2 separate regions of the Mus musculus genome follow, and region 1 is linked to region 2. Evidence: chromatin contacts called from public promoter capture Hi-C data. All regions are on one chromosome and are shown on one strand. Each heading gives the region's core, a stretch centred on a gene start, on an enhancer-like site or on the middle of the called end of the contact. The rest is flanking DNA. Distances are from core to core; before and after follow the strand shown. Region 1 has its middle 92 kb from the start of Gm25378. Region 2 has its middle 60 kb from the start of n-TIaat2.

Region 1 (5,479 bases), core at 226-2,725, 490 kb after region 2:
ATATTCTTCTAGAACCTCCCCTATCTCCAACATTCATGAACTAAAACAAATTATAAGAATGTGCTTGTGATACAGTAGATAGAAACAGCAATATCAACTTACACACGTACACATACAACGGGATGAGTCAAATTGAATAGCCATAGTGATTTAAAGTACTCCAGTCATTAGATTAGGTTTCTTGTTCAACACCATGTAAACACAGACAGAGAGAAATGTGAACATATACATTCCCTTCCCACACAGCAACTTCCACTCCTTTCCTTTTCAACCCTTTTCCCGTCCTCCCTTTCATTCTCTTCTTCTCTCTCCCCTCCCCTCCCCTCCCCTCCCCTCCCCTCCCCTCCCCTCCCCTCCCCTCCCCTCTCCTCCCCTCCCCTCCTCTCCTCTTCTCTTCTTTATCTTTTCCTTCCCCCTTTGACCTCCCTCTCTTCTCTTCTCTCTCCACCTCTCCCTGGCCTCTAAATGTTACTTAGCATCTATAGTACTTCTTGGCATAAATCACACAGATAATAAATCATTCATATAGATTGATAAAAACAAGGAGGTCAATCTTATAGATACTGAATATTGTTTTTCCTTTTTTTAAAAATTTTGAGATTATAATATAATTACATCATTCTCCACTCTCTGGCACCACCTCTCTTTTGGAACTCTCCCATATATCTTTCCCTACCTTCTTTCAAATTCATGGGTTCCTCTTTCATTAATTATTATTACACATATATTTGTATATAAATATATATATATTTCCAAAAATAACCTTCAAAATCCATATTATGGTACTGATATATGTGCTTACAGGGTTGACCATTTGGTATTGACTATCTGGTGTGCTCTTTCCTGAAAAAGACTGTTCCATACATTAAACAGGATTTTCTATAGTAGTTATGAAGTACCAGAGCTCTAATCCACAGCCTGAATTTCAAAGGCCCATTTCTGAACTAGCTGCATAGCTACTCTTTCTTAGGGATAATACCAGTTACTGTGGAAGACATGGGTACTTATGAAATAGCATGAAAATGTGAACTTGCAAAAGCACATGCATTGTTAAGGAATCATGAATGGTTAAACACAAAATCCGTACATTCTATCACTAGTTTAAAGGTTATGGTGAATGTGGGACAGAAAGTTTTGCTGACAAGTGCTGGACTATATTTTTGAGTCACATCTTAAGGACAGTTCCATTAATTTGCATGGAATTCGGTTTTGTGGCAGTCACTGAGGATGTGCCACATCCCTCTGCTGCACTGAATCTCATGAGCTGTGTCAGTAAGACAGGCACAGACAGATTCATTTCCTCACAGCAGCTGACAGTCCTATGTGAAGCCTTGAAACTGAAGGCTGTGAGGATGATCGTGGACCCTAAAGGAACAAGGAGCTGCTGCTGTGGGAGGAAGGGGGACAGCAGCTTGAAGAATGACATCAGGTTGCCCGAGTATCTGCTTAGGAGAAAAGCAGAGCCAGAAATTAATAATCACAAATCTCCTGCCACCTTGTGGTGTGAGTGACATCACTGGACAAATGTAGCTAGGAGCTATAAGTATGAAAGATAGCAATTGGAAGAATATGTATAATTGTCTCAGCATAACCACTCCTGCTTTGCTTCAGTCTTTCTTAGTTTTCCATTTTTAATACCTATTTTTTAAAAACATTATTACATGTACAATTTGCCTGCTTGTAAGTCTGTTCAGCATGTGTGTGTCTGGACCTGTGGAGATCAGAAGAGGACATAAATCCCCTGGCACAGAAATTACAGACATTTATTGTCAACATGTGGGTGCTGGGTATCGAACCCGAGTACTTAACTCCGGAGCCATCTGTCCAAGCCCCAGATTTACATTTTAAACAGTGTGAGTGAAAAAAAAAATCACTTGAGACACCATGTTCCAACACTCAGAAATGACCAGCTCTTGACCTCTTGACAGGGACTGCTTTTTTCATGTAACACAGATGATGTTAGAGTCAGGTATTAATTTTACTGATTCTGGGAGATCTGTGCTACCATTTGAATTTGGAAATGTCAAATCACTTACTAAGCATTTTTGACTGCCATAGACCCTTCTAGGATCATGGTGTCTGCTGGGTTGTAGGAACATTCCTAGGCTTTGGGCCATCTTCAAAACCACAGCATTATGCATTACCAAGAAAATATATTTAAACAACATTCACCAAGATTTGATGTACTCTGTAGCCTAAAACTATTATGGTCATTTCTTTTTGGAAAGCAATGAAAAGTGTGGTGACATTTTCTGCATTATGGGGAGCTGTCCCCACAAAAGCTTCACTTAAGGAAGTCCTAGAAACTTGTTTTTGCAAAGTCTTATGTATTTGGGTGTGCTATATACTGCCACCATCTTACAGCTTCAGCTAACACATATATTGGCTCTTCATGCCATCTAGGAAATGGAAAAATAAAGCAATTTCCCCATATTCTGAGATTAGGACAGAGATAAACACACATAGCGATGATCCGAGTCGCTGGGTTACCATTGCTACTATCCATAAGACAGTCAGTTTGTCCATGATTATGTTAAAGACACTATTTCCCACACCACACCACGGAGCAAAGTGTGTGATCATTTGTCTTAGGAAAGATGTAATGTCCAGGAAGTGTGTCCTTGTCTGACTGAGTTCTCCATAACAACAATCATCCTCCAAGACTCCTTCAAATTCAGAAGTACATAAAAATATGATTAATAAATATGCAAAAGAGATAAAAATTGACTTCAAACTATATAAGATTTCTATTCTTTTTTTTTTTTTTCATTTTTTATTAGGTATTTAGCTCATTTACATTTCCAATGCTATACCAAAAGTCCCCCTTACCCACCCACCCCCACTCCCCTACCCACCCACTCCCCCACTTTGGCCCTGGCGTTCCCCTGTACCGGGGCACACAAAGTCTGCGTGTCCAATGGGCCTCTCTTTCCAGTGATGGCCGACTAGGCCATCTTTTGATACATATGCAGCTAGAGTCAAGAGCTCAGGGGTACTGGTTAGTTCATAATGTTGTTCCACCTATAGGGTTGAAGATCCCTTTAGCTCCTTGGGTACTTTCTCTAGCTCCTCCATTGGGAGCCCTGTGATCCATCCATTAGCTGACTGTGAGCATCCACTTCTGTGTTTGCTAGGCCCCGGCATAGTCTCACAAGAGACAGCTACATCTGGGTCCTTTCGATAAAATCTTGCTAGTATATGCAATGGTGTCAGCGTTTGGATGCTGATTATGGGGTGGATCCCTGGATATGGCAGTCTCTACATGGTCCATCCTTTCATCTCAGCTCCAAACTTTGTTTCTGTAAAGATTTCTATTCTTAAAACTCCATTACAGAGACACTAATCTTTAAAATAACCTCCATCTCAGTAATGTAATATTGGTTTTCACTATTTTCATTTTTTATTGTTTGTTTGTTTTAGTTAAATACGTGGGAGAAAAATTCTATAAATAAAATTATACATTGATCTTCTATAAAGACAAACCCAATTTCTTAGGAAAGAAACCAAAAACCAAAAACACCTGCCCTGTTCATATTGTTGTTCCTCCTATAGGGTTGCAGATCCCTTTAGGTTCTTCAGTACTTTCTCTAGCTCCTTCACTGAGGGCCCTGTGTTCCTTCCAATAGATGACTGTGAGCATGTGCTGTAAGATCGAGAATCAACAAATGGGACTTAATAAAATTGCAAAGCTTCTGTAAGGCAAAAGACACTGTCAACAAGATAAAAAGGCCGCCAACAGATTTGGAAAGTATCTTTACCAATCCTAAATCCAATAGGGGATTAATATCCAATATATACAAAATATCCAATATATACAAAGAACTCAAGAAGCTGGACTCCAGAAAATCAAATCACCCTATTAAAAAAAATGTGGTATAGAGCTAAACAAAGAATTCTCAACTGAGGACTACCGAAGGGCTGAGAAGCACCTGAAAAAATGTTCAACATCCTTAATCATCAGGGAAATACAAGTCAAAACAACCCTAAAATTCCACCTCACAACAGTCAGTATGGCTAAGATCAAAAATTCAGGTGACAGCAGATGCTGGCGAGGATGTGGAGAAAGAGGAACACTCCTCCATTGCTGGTGAGATTGCAAGCTGATACAACCACTCTGGAAAGCAGTCTGGCAGCTCCTCAGAAAGTTGGACATAGTACTGGAGGAACCCGCAATACCTCTCCTGGGCATATATCCCAGATGTCCCAACTGGTAAGAAGGACACATGCTCCACTATGTTCATAGCAGCCTTATTTATAATAGCCAGAAGCTGGAAAGAACCCAGATGTCCCTCTACAGAGTAATGGATACAGAAAATATGGTACATTTACACAATGGAGTACTAATCAGCTATTAAAAACAATGAATTTATGAAATTCTTAGGCAAATGGATAGATCTGAAGGAAATCATCCTAAGTGAGGTAACCTAATCACAAAAGAATACTAATGATATGCACGCACTGATAAGTGGATATTAGCCCAGAAACTTAGAATACTCAAGACACAATTTGCAAACCACATGAAACTCAAGAAGAAGGAAGACCAAAGTGTGATACTTTGTTCCTTCTTAGAATGGGGAACAAAATACTAATGGGAGGAGTTACAGAGACAAAGTTTGGAGCTGAGATGGAAGGAAGAACCATCCAGAGACTGCCCCACCTGGGATCCATCCCATAAACAACCACTAAACCCAGACACTATTGCATATGCCAGCAAGATGTTGCTGACAGGACCCTGATATAGCTATCTTTTGTGAGGCTATGCCAGTGCCTGGCAAGTACAGAAGTGGATGCTCGGTCATCTATTGGATGGAACACAAGACTTCATCTTTTTACTGACCATAAGCAGCCACCAAGTGGACCACTGGAACACATGATTCACCATGTTTCCAAAATTTAACTGTTACAGAAACATACGTTGATGCATCTAGCTGTTACAGAAAGTCTAGATGTTTCCGTCTTCTCAGTCACATTCTGAAGCACCTGAAGAGGAAATATGGAAAGCTTCACACTAATAACACCTTTCAAGAGCATCCTCCAAAGAGCGTCTTACCCCTGCCATTTGAATCATTCTGGATCTATCAGAGAATTTTTAGCTCTAGAACAGATGAAAAGCTCTGAAATCTACAACAGTACTTCAGTTCTCAGTTATCCTCTGCAAACCCAGAATTTTGATACTTATATAAGTTAGGCAACATATTTGGAAGTTCTAGAACTAGCTCCCCACTAGTTCTCAGGAGCCTCAGTAATAATTAGCTACTGCTCTGGCTAATTATGTAAATTGTGCTCAGTGTATCATTAAATGTTAAACTGCAATACATGATCCCCACCACTGTGGGACTCTATCAATTCCTATGAGAGAACTTAAATTCACAGCTATACAACTCACTGTCCACTCTAGCTTGTAAAGAATGACTAGGGCTCTTAACATCAATCCTGGTGATTGCCTCATCAATGCATTTCATAATGTTTGGGTATTTTT
Region 2 (6,286 bases), core at 2,371-4,870:
ACCCTCCTTTTGTCCTCCTCAAATCAAGTTTCATGTACTTGCTTGACACGATATACCAGTAACAAAACAGGGCATAATTACAGTTTCATGATTTTAAAATGTATCTCATTTATGAAATCAGAAAATTTTATTTCTACATGAGTGTTATGTCTTATGCAATAAGTTTCATATATCCAGCTGAATATATATATTCACACATACACACATACGTGTGTGCGTGCGTGCGTGTGTGTGTGTGTGTGTGTATAATCAAGATATCAAGATAGGTTAAAGGTTTTCCAATTAAAAACAGAAAAGTCCTAAGAATAATTTATGCAACCCCTGTAGAGTGGTAGTAAAGTTTTTTTTCATCATAATCAGCATAGACCTAGAAGAAGGAGGAATAGTTTCTAATGAGATTGAAATTTAGCAATATCTAGTGATCTTTATAAATAACAAATAACTCAACAATTATTAAATATCTCTAATTATATTTATTGAATTCTTAATATTTCTAAAGGAAAGATTGTTAGTTTAAGTATTATAACTAAAATGTCCTCTACATCCACCTAATACTGCCAGATAATTTTTTGTCAGAGTTCTCTCTCTCTCTCTCTCTCTCTCTCTCTGTCTGTCTGTCTGTCTGTCTCTCTCTCTCCTCTCTGTGTCTGCCTCTCTCTTTCTCTCTGTGTGTCTATCTACCTCTCTTTATCTCTCTTATGTGTGCATCTTTAAGTACTTTCTAACAAAGAGAGTTTTCAATTACTAAACAAGAAAAGCATTTGTTATTAAAATATAAAATATGCAAATACATATATAAAATGCATATTTATGTTTCCTCTCCTAAAAGATAAAATAGTGCATTACTAATTTAGTTTGTGGGATCTTGTGACTCTACTTGTCATAACAATGTACCACAGATTTATGAGCTTCATATGCAAATATTTTAATTATTTAATTTACATTTAATAGTACTCTCCAGATTAGTTCTTAAGATAGAACTTGAGGCACTTCTAGTAACATCTTTGTAGCTTTTCCCAGTCCTTAAAAATCATCCTGACATCTTATCTGCTGTTGGCGAGTTTATTTCTATTATACCTCCAGGGAAATACGCTCTTTGAAACAGGCGGTATTTAATGAAATATATATACATATATTTACATATTCATTAAAAAGAAACTGAAGAATATGTAAAAGTATTGCTAATTTATAATCACTCCGAGTAGGATTATTTTGAACATGAAAGAAATTCTCAATTGTTCACAATGCAGAGATCAAAGATAAGGGTTAAACCAGAGAAAGCAAAATGTGGGCTAGCATCTGACACTGAGTCTTGTGTGGGCCGAATGCAGGGCTGTGGGAAGTTACCATGCTTTGTCAGCCAATAGTTACCATTAGAGAATGTCACAAGAATTCAAACTAAGTGTGAGCAGATGGCACAAGGAAGAAAGTATAACTTTTGTGAGTGGTCTCAGTGACCCTGTTAAAGGTAGGAAGCTTATTACAACTGTGGTGACCTTTTACGTGAATGAATAGGAACGCATGGTTTTCAAAATTTTTTTAATGCAATAAAACTACTTCATAAGAGTAAAATAAAAAAATAAATATTGGTGCTGAAAATTATACATGCATATTTAGGAGTGTGAAAACAGATGCCTGTTTAAGTGAGCTGTTTGAGAATGTATTTGCATTTGCATCCCCTTGAACAATTGTATGCATTTTTATACAGGGTTCCATTTATAAAACTAAGTACTATTCCTCTGGTTTTCCTCTACTGTTCATCTATTTATCTTACTTGTACACAAATAGGAGTCCTTTTAGAAATTATACTTATATAGGCAGATAGATGATGAATATGAATGATTTCCAGAACAAACTGAATGTGTGGGTTGAGGACAACCCTGGTGACCTGCAAATGTGGACAAATGTCCTGCTCCACTGGAATGACAACAGATCTTCACAGTCCTGCTGTCAGGATCTTCTCAGATGAGGAGAAGAGATTTTTATCTTTCAAAGTAGATTTTCGTTCATACATACATCACTTGTGACTGACAATGTGAAATAGGTTTTCAGGAATTCGGTGCATATATTTGTAGTTAAAAAAGAATAACACATATTTTCAAACTTTTGAGAGAATTAAACATGGTCATATATGGGAACCACAGGGATACTACTCACTCTATTAAGAATTTTATAATTCTCTTATAAAACTCTAAAAGGAGTTTGAGCATTTGAGTTCAGGGATGGGCTCAAATAAGAAGACTATTTGGAAATAAATGTGTTTTAATGTACTTTAGGTTTTGAAAGAGTGCATGCTAGATAAAGTACAATCTGAAAATGTAGAGCTTCTTATAGCAGTCGCCCATGTATTGACTCCATCCCCAGTATTACTGTTACTGCTTGCCTACTCTTGTCAACTTGTATTCTCTTGCCAATCAATAAATAAAGCATTATGGAAAAATTGGCTCCCGCCTTGATTATACTTCTTCATCTGTCTGGTATATAATTTCTTCTGGTTTGTGATGCGTTGTTTTAAAGTATTGACCACAATCAAATATTGCAACCATGTGAAAACCATGAATTGTGAAATTAAGTTAGTAAATTTAGCTTACTGGAAATTTCATCAAGTGAATTTCTAAGCGTCAGGAGACATGTCAACATCAACTGAATTTGCCATTTGGGAATTTTACTGTCCTTAACAAGTTATCTCAAATCCTAAACCAGTGCAGCACACTCAGGGCCATGGTCCAACTGTCTTTAAGTGCATTTTATTTTCAAAGGCTCATTTTTACATCCAGCATCAAATTTTAACTAAGGCTCTGTGATAAAGAGTAAGAAAATCAGTCTTCAAGGAAATTGAAAGGCAAGAAAAATAAGTATATTTAAACTGTGTATCTTCTAACACCTTTTAGACAACTTGCTATTTTTATATTATGTTTAGGAGCTGGAATAAAGCTAAATGTTTGTTCTGAAAGATGAGAGATCAAAAAGCAATTTCCTTTAAAAAGAAAATTTTGTAATAAAAACCACTTCATAGGAAAGAGACAATTGTCATATCTGGCTTATTTTGACTCAGCAAATTCAGCTTGTTCTCACCTTCATAACACGAGTGTGATGTTTTATTTATATAGTACAGTTTAAAAATGAAACTTAACGGAACATCTAAAATAAAGACAAAACTCTTCTTTGCATGTATTCTTTCAACATCGTCTTCATATTCCTTGATTGTTCAATTAATTATTCCATACACAGAAAATTTTAGTAAAGGTAAGCTTACATTGTGAAAATTATTCTTTTCACTTCCTGTAACTATATTCCTTCCATCCACAGTTTAACACTCTCAAACGTTATTGGCAAGCAGTATTTTTGATAAGAATTAGCACTACGTTGAGCCATCAGTCCTTAGCATATTTCATTTTGGTACTGTTGTTTTCAAAATCAAGGGACTGAATTCAGGCAACATTTTTATTTTGTGATTAAATGAGTGTTGAAATAAACATATTTATATCATCTCCGATGATTTCTTTTTGTAGACAGTATTTATTTTGTGAAATCAAAGTGAAGTGTCATTTTAGTACAGAACTCAGCGAGGACTTGTGGCATTCTTTTACAAGAGTAACTTTAGGGGGCACTGTGCTGCCAGGAGAGAAGAGTGCAAGACCAAGCCACATAGACTTTCTTTCTTTGCATACGAATGTACCACAGTAAGTATTGCAAAGAAATCAAGCCCAAAGTGTTACATATTTCTTACATTTCCTAGATTCACTAAGACACTGACCACCCGTGAAACAAACTTCAATTTATTGAAGAGTATGCTTCCACAATAGACAGTTATTTCTCACTTCTAATGAGAAGGGGAAAGAGAACAGATCCAGGCTGCTCTGGAATTAAGAAACATACCAAACTGCAAACCTCACAAACGAGGAGACTACACCATCCTTGAAAGAGGAAATAATGAAACTGAGTGATTCTGTACAGTAAGAGAGTCAAAATAGAAAAAAAAACAAAACAAGACAAAAACAGAAACAAAAGATAGTTGTCTAAGGGAACAAAGCACCAGGCAGCCAGAATCCCTGACCCACTCTAGTGCCTCGCAGGGGACGCAGAAATGTCAATCACAGCAGCATTAAGACCATTTCACACATGCACACACCTGGAATCCTCATGGCTGGGTTCTGTAAATTCCCGCGGTCAGCTGCATCAGTCACCTGTGAGATCTGATTTACATTCTGACTCCAAAGAATCTATTTTGTTATCTAGTGAGATCAAAGCAAAAGAAGTAGAGTCTACAAGGAAGCCCTTGCCTTTCACAGCCTTCTTCCAAACTGTTTGATGTGAATGAGTTAATTACATTATATGCTATAGACCAAATGGAGGCTTTCTACAATTTAATTATTAATTATAGTATATCAGTTTAATTATATAAATACATATGCTAATACATACATGGAAGTAACAAATTTATTTGGTAACAATTTATAATGTTTTCCTCACTATTAGGAAGCGTTAGGAATATCTCCTCTTTTTTACCATTAGTGCAGATATTTGAGGTTGGGCCTCAATGGTTATGTTTGTATATTACAAGGAGATAAAGCTGGCTCATTCCAAAATTCTGTATTTGATTTCATTTCATTTCCTTCAAAACTATTCATTTGCGGATGAGAGTCACTTGAAAAGAAAATTAAAGATTTTTGAGGAAATCACAATCGTCCAAAGAGACAAACAGAAAGCAGTGAGCTATGTTAAAGTGTAAATTATTAAGAAGGAGGAGTTTTCCTTTGCTGTCAAAAGATATTTAACTGATTTGTTTAGAGGAGGGTGAATTGGATTTAAGTGCAATTTAGTTGATAAGTTCTTGGGGTTCTTGTAACTGTTATTATGGCAATACAAAGAATGTATACACACAAGTAAACAACACACCCCTTCTATCATATTTATCATACAAATTGTCAACAAATTAATGATTCCACCTACTTTAATGAGGTACAGAAAATTGTATGCAATGGTTCAGTTTTTCTTTCTAGTCTGTTTATTGTTGCCCTTGTCAAAACACCGAGGCTTCAAACGCACTTCTTGCTCTACTCAAGTCTGCATTACTCTTTTTATTGAAGAAATTATTTACTTTCTTAATATTTGAGAAAATGTGAAGATTTAATGTCATTTTCGTTTCATTGTCAAAGCTGTTTAGCATTTATGAATACTTGAGTTGTATTTCTGGGCAATTCAATCATTTCAGGGCTTAATCAATAGTGAGAAATAAGAAGTGTAGAAGAAAGAATATCAGATAATCCTAGATCTTATATCTTTATCAGTGTTCACTGGAAGAATTTTAAGAGATTAGTAACAGGCTAAGTGGATTTTGTACTTCCTCCTGTGAAATTTAATAATGGTCTTTAGCTCTAGCGTAAGACTTTGAAGTTTAACTAAATTTATAACAAAATTTCTCACATTTCACAGGACATTTCTCTCATGTACAATATGATATATAATGCATGGATATTTTTCTTTCTTTTTAATTTTTGGAATTTCTCATTTAATAAAGATTGTTAGATTCATGTTATACTACTCAATGGATTTTTTTGGTAATCAGGGAAAATTGTTAATATTTAAAACCTCACATCATAATTTTAATTCTTCATTACACTATTGATCATGGATGCAACCAGAAAATGTTCAGATCATAGTGAATATATTCACCTTCCCTAGTATGATTTTACTTTACATTAATTAATATGGCATATTAGTGGCTGGTTTCATAAACGAGATTTTAAAATAAACTTTTTCATATAAAGGTTTAAATTATTTTTAAATATATAGTTGTGTGGATGTATGAATTTTTTAAAAAAATTAAGCTATAAATCATTTATATCTTTTTATACATCACTATTTTTACTTTGTTATTTATATATGCTTATAGAAAATCTACTGTCTTTCAAATAATATTTTGAGAAATTACATTTGCCTGTAATCCAATTTTTATTTGTATAGAAAGGCATTTCAATGTGGTGAATATTTGTGTGTGTGTGTGTGTGTGTGCGTGAGTGTAAGTGATTCGGAATATTATTATACAATACAAGAAATAGTTTAACTTAGTAATTTTCATCCTCAAGGAAAAGACTTTGTAGAAGCAGCATTTTTATGAAGACATGGAACAGTACTGATACTATCTTAAGAAATAACTGACAACACTTTCCTCATCCATAGTGACTGGGACCTACCTATAACCACACTGAGCCATGTTAGAATTAAAAAAATAATATTTTTACATATGAAAACCAGGCTTGTCTGTTGAAACTATTTTCAAGCC

What was found. Promoter capture Hi-C pulls out the DNA fragments that hold promoters and counts their contacts.
Region 1: a contact with region 2 is called in a promoter capture Hi-C map of hippocampal neurons, with 3 times the contacts expected there. The contact joins two enhancer-like sites. A contact is called at or near these places in 1 of 39 promoter capture datasets (hippocampal neurons) and 9 of 484 Hi-C or Micro-C datasets (3T3-L1-derived adipocytes, the AML12 cell line, adipose-derived mesenchymal stem cells and 4 more).

The regions. Positions count from the first base shown.
Region 1 is chr4:28,455,031-28,460,509 of GRCm38.p6, forward strand. No RefSeq gene overlaps it. Among named protein-coding and RNA genes, the nearest start is that of Gm25378, 92 kb to the left of the region's middle. Within about 2 kb of position 1,476, at least 2 of the 459 cell types and tissues checked have an H3K27ac peak or open chromatin away from gene starts, as enhancers often do. A contact at or near this core is called in hippocampal neurons, where this site is marked.
Region 2 is chr4:27,961,596-27,967,881 of GRCm38.p6, forward strand. No RefSeq gene overlaps it. Among named protein-coding and RNA genes, the nearest start is that of n-TIaat2, 60 kb to the left of the region's middle. Within about 2 kb of position 3,621, at least 6 of the 459 cell types and tissues checked have an H3K27ac peak or open chromatin away from gene starts, as enhancers often do. A contact at or near this core is called in hippocampal neurons, where this site is marked.